Regions from separate parts of the Sus scrofa genome. Here region 1 is linked to region 2. Evidence: chromatin contacts called from public HiChIP or PLAC-seq data. All regions are on one chromosome and are shown on one strand. Each heading gives the region's core, a stretch centred on a gene start, on an enhancer-like site or on the middle of the called end of the contact. The rest is flanking DNA. Distances are from core to core; before and after follow the strand shown.

Evidence for each region. HiChIP or PLAC-seq counts read pairs in DNA pulled down with a chosen protein or histone mark.
Region 1: an H3K27ac HiChIP or PLAC-seq map of alveolar macrophages shows a contact between it and region 2. The contact joins the promoter of IRF9 here to the promoter of GMPR2 in region 2. A contact is called at or near these places in 12 of 47 Hi-C or Micro-C datasets (alveolar macrophages, blood, embryonic fibroblasts and 5 more) and 2 of 2 datasets of contacts at active chromatin or transcription factors (alveolar macrophages and skeletal muscle).

Annotation. Positions count from the first base shown.
Region 1 is chr7:75,138,215-75,140,914 of Sscrofa11.1, forward strand. IRF9 (interferon regulatory factor 9) reads right to left here and starts at 1,427. Exons shown (of 9, transcript NM_001078670.1): 1 at 1,349-1,427; 2 at 141-321. The coding sequence starts at 320.
Region 2 is chr7:75,068,790-75,071,525 of Sscrofa11.1, forward strand. It overlaps GMPR2 (GMP reductase 2), which reads right to left and starts at 1,290. Exons shown (of 10, transcript XM_001928014.5): 1 at 880-1,290; 2 at 422-542; 3 at 156-275. The coding sequence starts at 508. It overlaps NEDD8, which reads left to right and starts at 1,158. Exons shown (of 4, transcript XM_003128544.4): 1 at 1,158-1,481. The coding sequence starts at 1,464.

The DNA of each region.
Region 1 (2,700 bases), core at 177-2,676, 70 kb after region 2:
CCTCTGATAATTACGTAGCCGATCCTACGCTTCATCTCCCCTTTATCTGAAACCCAGGCGGACACAACGCCTCGAGGGGGAGAGCGCCAGTGTATATACTCCGTCCCTCCCTCTGAGGGGCCGGTTTCCAGGCCCTTCACCTTGAAGAAGGCTGCATCCTGATCCTCCCGGAAATCCTGCTTGCCCGCATGCTTCCAGGGAATCCGGAACATGGTCTTGGCGTCGTCGTCCCAGCACACTCCTGGGAACTGCCCGCTCTCCACTTGCTCCACCACCCAGTTCCGGAGCTTTCGGGTGCAGCGAGCCCTGCCTGAAGCCATCCTGGGGATAAGATCAGTGGGAAGCTGTCACTGGACATTTTGGGAAGAGTGAGATCCTCGCCAGAGGGACTGGATTCTGGCAAAGGGCTGCCAGAGACCCCCTCTGTCTTTTGTCTCTGGACATATCTCAGAATTCTGAGGCTGAATTGTTTTGTTTCTGTCATCACTAGCAATCACCGGAAATACTTTAACATCCCAAGATGTAGCATCTGGAGTTCCTGTTGTGGCGCAGTGGTTAACAAATCCGACTAGGAACCATGAGGTTGCAGGTTCGATCCCTGGCCTTGCTCAGTGAGTTAAGGATCCAGCGTTGCCGTGAGCTGTGGTGTAGGTCGCAGACGCAGCTCGGATCCCACGCTGCTGTGGCTCTGGCTGTGGCCGGTGGATACAGCTCTGATTAGACCCCTAGCCTGGGAACCTCCATGAGCCTCGGAAACGGCCTTAGAAAAGGCAAAAAGACAAACAAACAGGCAAACTACCAAGATGTAGCATCTGGAAGGCAACAGGAATTGGTCTTAAGACTTTTTAGGAATCTATTGTTTGGAAGGAAAATGCCCTGGTGTCCTGCTCCCAGTGAGAGAGCTTGACACCCCCAAGCATTTGCAGATACAGCAGCTGCTTGAGATGCCTCATCAACCCTCTTCACCCACCATCCCCACAACTTATCCTTTGATGCCCCCTAACCCTCCCCCCTGCTTGTCCCAGGGGTAGGTGGGGCAGAGAGAGGGGGCAGAGCTGGGGCGGAAGTGGGCAGGGCCAGAAGGCAGCAAAACAATCGGGGATGGGGCAATGCCTTCTTCCCTCAAGAACCCGGTAGTAGGTCCTCCTGTCCTTTGCCAACAGATAAGGTGTGGGACACCGGCCCCTGACCAGTCTTTCACTCAAGCCAAACTTCCAGCTCCCTGGTTCACAAGCCTTCTGGTATTCCTCTGTCTAGCAGGGGGGTCCCTAGGAGCCCCCACCCACCACCTCCCGCAGGGCTTCCCCGACCTTGACCCAGGCTGACAGCCGTTTTTGGTTAATCTTACCTGAGCTGCTGTGCAGGCTGTCCCAGGGCTCAGCCGACCACAGCTCAGCTCCCGGCTAGGCAGCTTCTGGATTTCTCCGCCCCTTTCTACAGTCCCCACCCTAAGTTTCAGTTCTCCTTCAGGGAGGTCCGTTTCCCCGAAATCACGTGGTCTCCGAGTTGCAGGGCAACTGGTTGCCACTAGGGGGAAGCAGCAGCTGAGATGCTTATGGTTGGCCCGCTGGGCCTCATTCCCTTTCCTCCCTCAGGACACTTCTTGCTCGGATCCCACCATCTCTGTGACACAGCTGCTTCCCCAGGGAGGCTGCAGTATCCTGGAGTCTGGCCTGGGGCCGCTGGTTAGCTCTGTACTACTTGGGCATCTGCCTTCCCCTACAGTGCCTGCTTGCTACCTACTAGGTGAGCCCACACATCAGCTGGATTTGGTGAAAGCAAGGAGGCAGGGAAAGAGAAGCTCAGGCCAGGGGGCTGGATGCGGAGGGCCTCCCCTGGCCAGCCGCGAGGCCAGTTCCTTCTTGGCCTGAGTCCAGAGTGGGCTGGTCAGCGGGCTGAGGGAGCCCTTTTGGCAAAGCTCTGTTCACCACCCCCCCTTCCCTGGTGCCCCCAGATGGTGGGGTCAGGAAGAAGGACCACCAAGAAGCCTGGGCAAGGAAATGCCTCTTTATTAGTGCTGGAGCTGCTCCTGAGGAAGTCGGACCAAGGGACCCTCGCCCTCAGCTACTTCCTCCTGCGGGGGATACTCTGTCCCAAGGGCACCTCTTCTATCAGCTTCTGCAGAAGGAGAGAGAAGATGATGAAACGAAGCACAGGGCTCAGACACAGGCAGGACAGGGGATTTCTAGGGAGTGGGCTCAGGGGCCAGGCCGGGGGAAGGCTTTACCTGCAATAAGCGTGCGTGATAGGTTGGGGGATCCTCCCCAGGCAGCGGCTGGGGGTGCATGTGCAGGTAGCGCTCGGCAGCTGTCTCCAGCTCCTCCACCTCATACAGGGTGGCTGGGTCCAGAGAGTGGGCATTGATGAGGCTCACAAGATATTCTTTGTAGTGTGCCCTGGGGAGATGATAGAGCGAAATATTTGTTCTTCTGTTTGGCTGATCCTCGGATGAACAAGACCGACACCCCTCACCCGTGGCTCGGTAGGCGCTTGCCAACCTGCGCCCACTGCCTGCTACTACCTCTCTTTGCCTCTTGCCTGGAAGGGCCCCATCTCCCACTCCTTGCAGGACCTACTGATCCCAGAGACCCAGTCCCTCTGTCTCCCCCCCACTGCCATGCTTCATGCCCTGCCTGCCACTCACTGGCAGAGGCCAGCATAGCCAGCAGGAGTCTCCTTGCCACAGGCTTCGTCCCGGAA
Region 2 (2,736 bases), core at 40-2,539:
ATAAAGGGGTCTTAGTACTGCTTTAAAACAGTAAATTGAGCATCCTCACTGTTAATTGCTAGAGTTGACCTGAGATAGGGGTGGAGATGCAGATACCTCTGCAGTCAGCCCCCAAACCTGGACACTATGAGGAAGGGGCACAAGGGAAGTCCTACCTTACAAAGAACCTTGGCCATCTCAAAGGTACCCACAGTATCCATATTGGCAGCGATAATGGGGATCCCAGTGTACATCTGCTTTGAGTTCCGAAATGAAAAGGATCTTGTGAGATCCACCTGCAGATAGGAACAGGACACTGAGCATTTATTGATCCAAAAGACAAGTATTGCAGGAGGGCAAGAGCCAGGAATCTGTCTCAGTCCTGGCCCACCAGGAGCAATTAGGTGGGCTCAAGAAGAAGCAACAAAGGAAGCAGGCTCACCTCACTTCGAGACTTAAGGGTACTGCGTTTGGGTCTCAGCAGGACATCCTTGAAGTCCAGTTTGACGTCGTTGTCGATGTGAGGCATGGCAGGGACTTCGGGGTAGTGACGAATTTGAGACCTGGAGGGTAGGAAAAGTAAGGAAGTGGTAGCTGAACCAATCTCCTCTTAGGCCTTAATGGCAGGGCTTCTTGCTTAGATGTGGAAGATCAGAGCACTGGCCGAGGCACGGTCCGTGAAGACAGTCACCTCAGACCTGTCCCGTGGTTTCAATTATTATTGGTGTTTCCATCCCACGTACTATTTCCTGGAGGAGAAGAACTGGAGCGGAGTCGTGAGTGACCCTAGAAAGGTCACTCTTCTTTTTCCTGCCCTTGCAAAGAGAAATTTGGGGTAAGAAGCCGACCAGGAGGGAACAGTGGGGTCCCATAACCAGCTTCCGGAGTAGGGGTACTCACTTCCTCTCGTCGAGGCCCAGGTGGCAGTTGACCGAAGGTCCTCTTGCTTAGCAACTAGCCTCGCGCAGCTCCGCTGACCTTCGTGGGCCACACTAACAGGTTCCGCTAATAGCCAGAGAGAACAATTAACCAAGGAATTCCAGCTTCGGTGGAGGACCTGAGAAGACTTCTGGGTAACAGAGTTCACACGCTGAGAATGCCGTTGGATTCAAGGGACAGGAGACTACAACTCCCAGGGTGGGACGCGCGGGCCTGCTCCTTGGCATGATGGGAGAAGTAATTCGTCCCGCCCCCACTGTCCACTAGCCCTGGCTCGCTAGGGACTCTCAGGATCGGAGTGGCGTCATCTCTGCTGTAACTAAACGGACTGCCTTCTTTTTTTATGCCCCCAAAAAGAAACGCGAGAGCACTTCTGAGCCTTTCCAGAACCCCGTGGAAAGGAGGGGGTGGAGCGGGTGGGTGGAGCCAGACAGTGACCCGGAAGCAGAAGTGACTTCTACAGGCGGAGTGCTGGGGAGCGGTAGCGGCGACCGCAGCGGCAGAAGCAGCAATTTACCTGTGTGCAGCTCTAAACTGGGAGGAAGATGCTAATTAAAGTGAAGGTGGGAGCACTGCTACCCTTGCCAAGACTCAGTGGTACTGGGCTGGCCGCAGTGCCTTAAGGGAGAAGCCGGGAAGGAAAACCATGCCTTTCCCGAGCCTGGAGGGGGCTGACAGCCTCGGGACTCCGCGCGAGGGGTGATGGGATGGGGGGGGGGGGGGCAAGAGGGCTTTGAGAGCTAGGGGTTGGCCCAGCCAGCGGACCCTGGGGTCTCGGCAGTGGTTGCTTTCACTCCAGGTGTGTGCCTTGACGCAGAAAGAGGCCGCCTTTGTTTGGGCTCTCTCTGTATTCGAACCGCCGCAGTCATAGAGAAGGCCTAGCAGCATTTTGGTCTCCTTCTCTCTCGTATTCTTGGAATAAGCTCTGTTCTCCATCCTTCATACCCAGATAACCTGCTTCTCCCAGCCCCTAACGTAGGTTCCTCTGAGCACAGCACCAAAAGGTTAGCCTAGGGAACTGGGAGCCTCCCAGGAACTAGACTGTAAGCCTTTGCTAGTTGTCGCCAAGGTGTAGTGCCTCAGCCGGCCGTCAGGAAACAAAGCTGGGAGCGTGTTCAGTCAGCACCTGTCTTTCTGACCCAGCATCCTGGACCAGTCTCACTTCCTTGACTGAGGCAGGTTAGTTATCAGTGCCCTAGTTCTTGTTAGTTTCAAGTGTTTCCTTCATCTCTATCCCGCCTCCTGTGATTCCTCACCAACCCTCATTAATCTTATCTACTATTTCCTCCTGTGTACCCTCAGACAGAGAGGCAAAAACGAACAATTGATGCAGTGCAACGTTATTTAGGTTTTATTACAGCTAAGTAAGTCTATCGTTATTTTGTGAGCTCCTTAGTGTATTTACCATGCATAATAACCATTAACCTCTTTAGTCCTTCTGATCCACCTCCACCTCTTAGCTAAGGATTGAGGCCAGGAGGCATGTTAAAGGCTATTATTTTTTATTATTATTACTCAAATGAATTTATCACGTTTGTAGTTGTATAATGATCATAACAATCTGATTTCACAGGATTTCCATCCCACAGCCCAAGCACATCCCCCCACCCCCCAAACTGTCTCCTCCAGAAACCATAAGTTTTTCAATGCCTGTGAGTCAGCATCTGTTCTGCAAAGAAGTTCAGTCTGTCCTTTTTTCAGATTCCACATGTCAGTGAAATCATTTGATGTTGGTGTCTCATTGTATGGCATGATAATTTCTAGGTCCATCCATGTTGCTAAAAATGCTGGTATTTCGTTCTTTTTAATGGCTGAGTG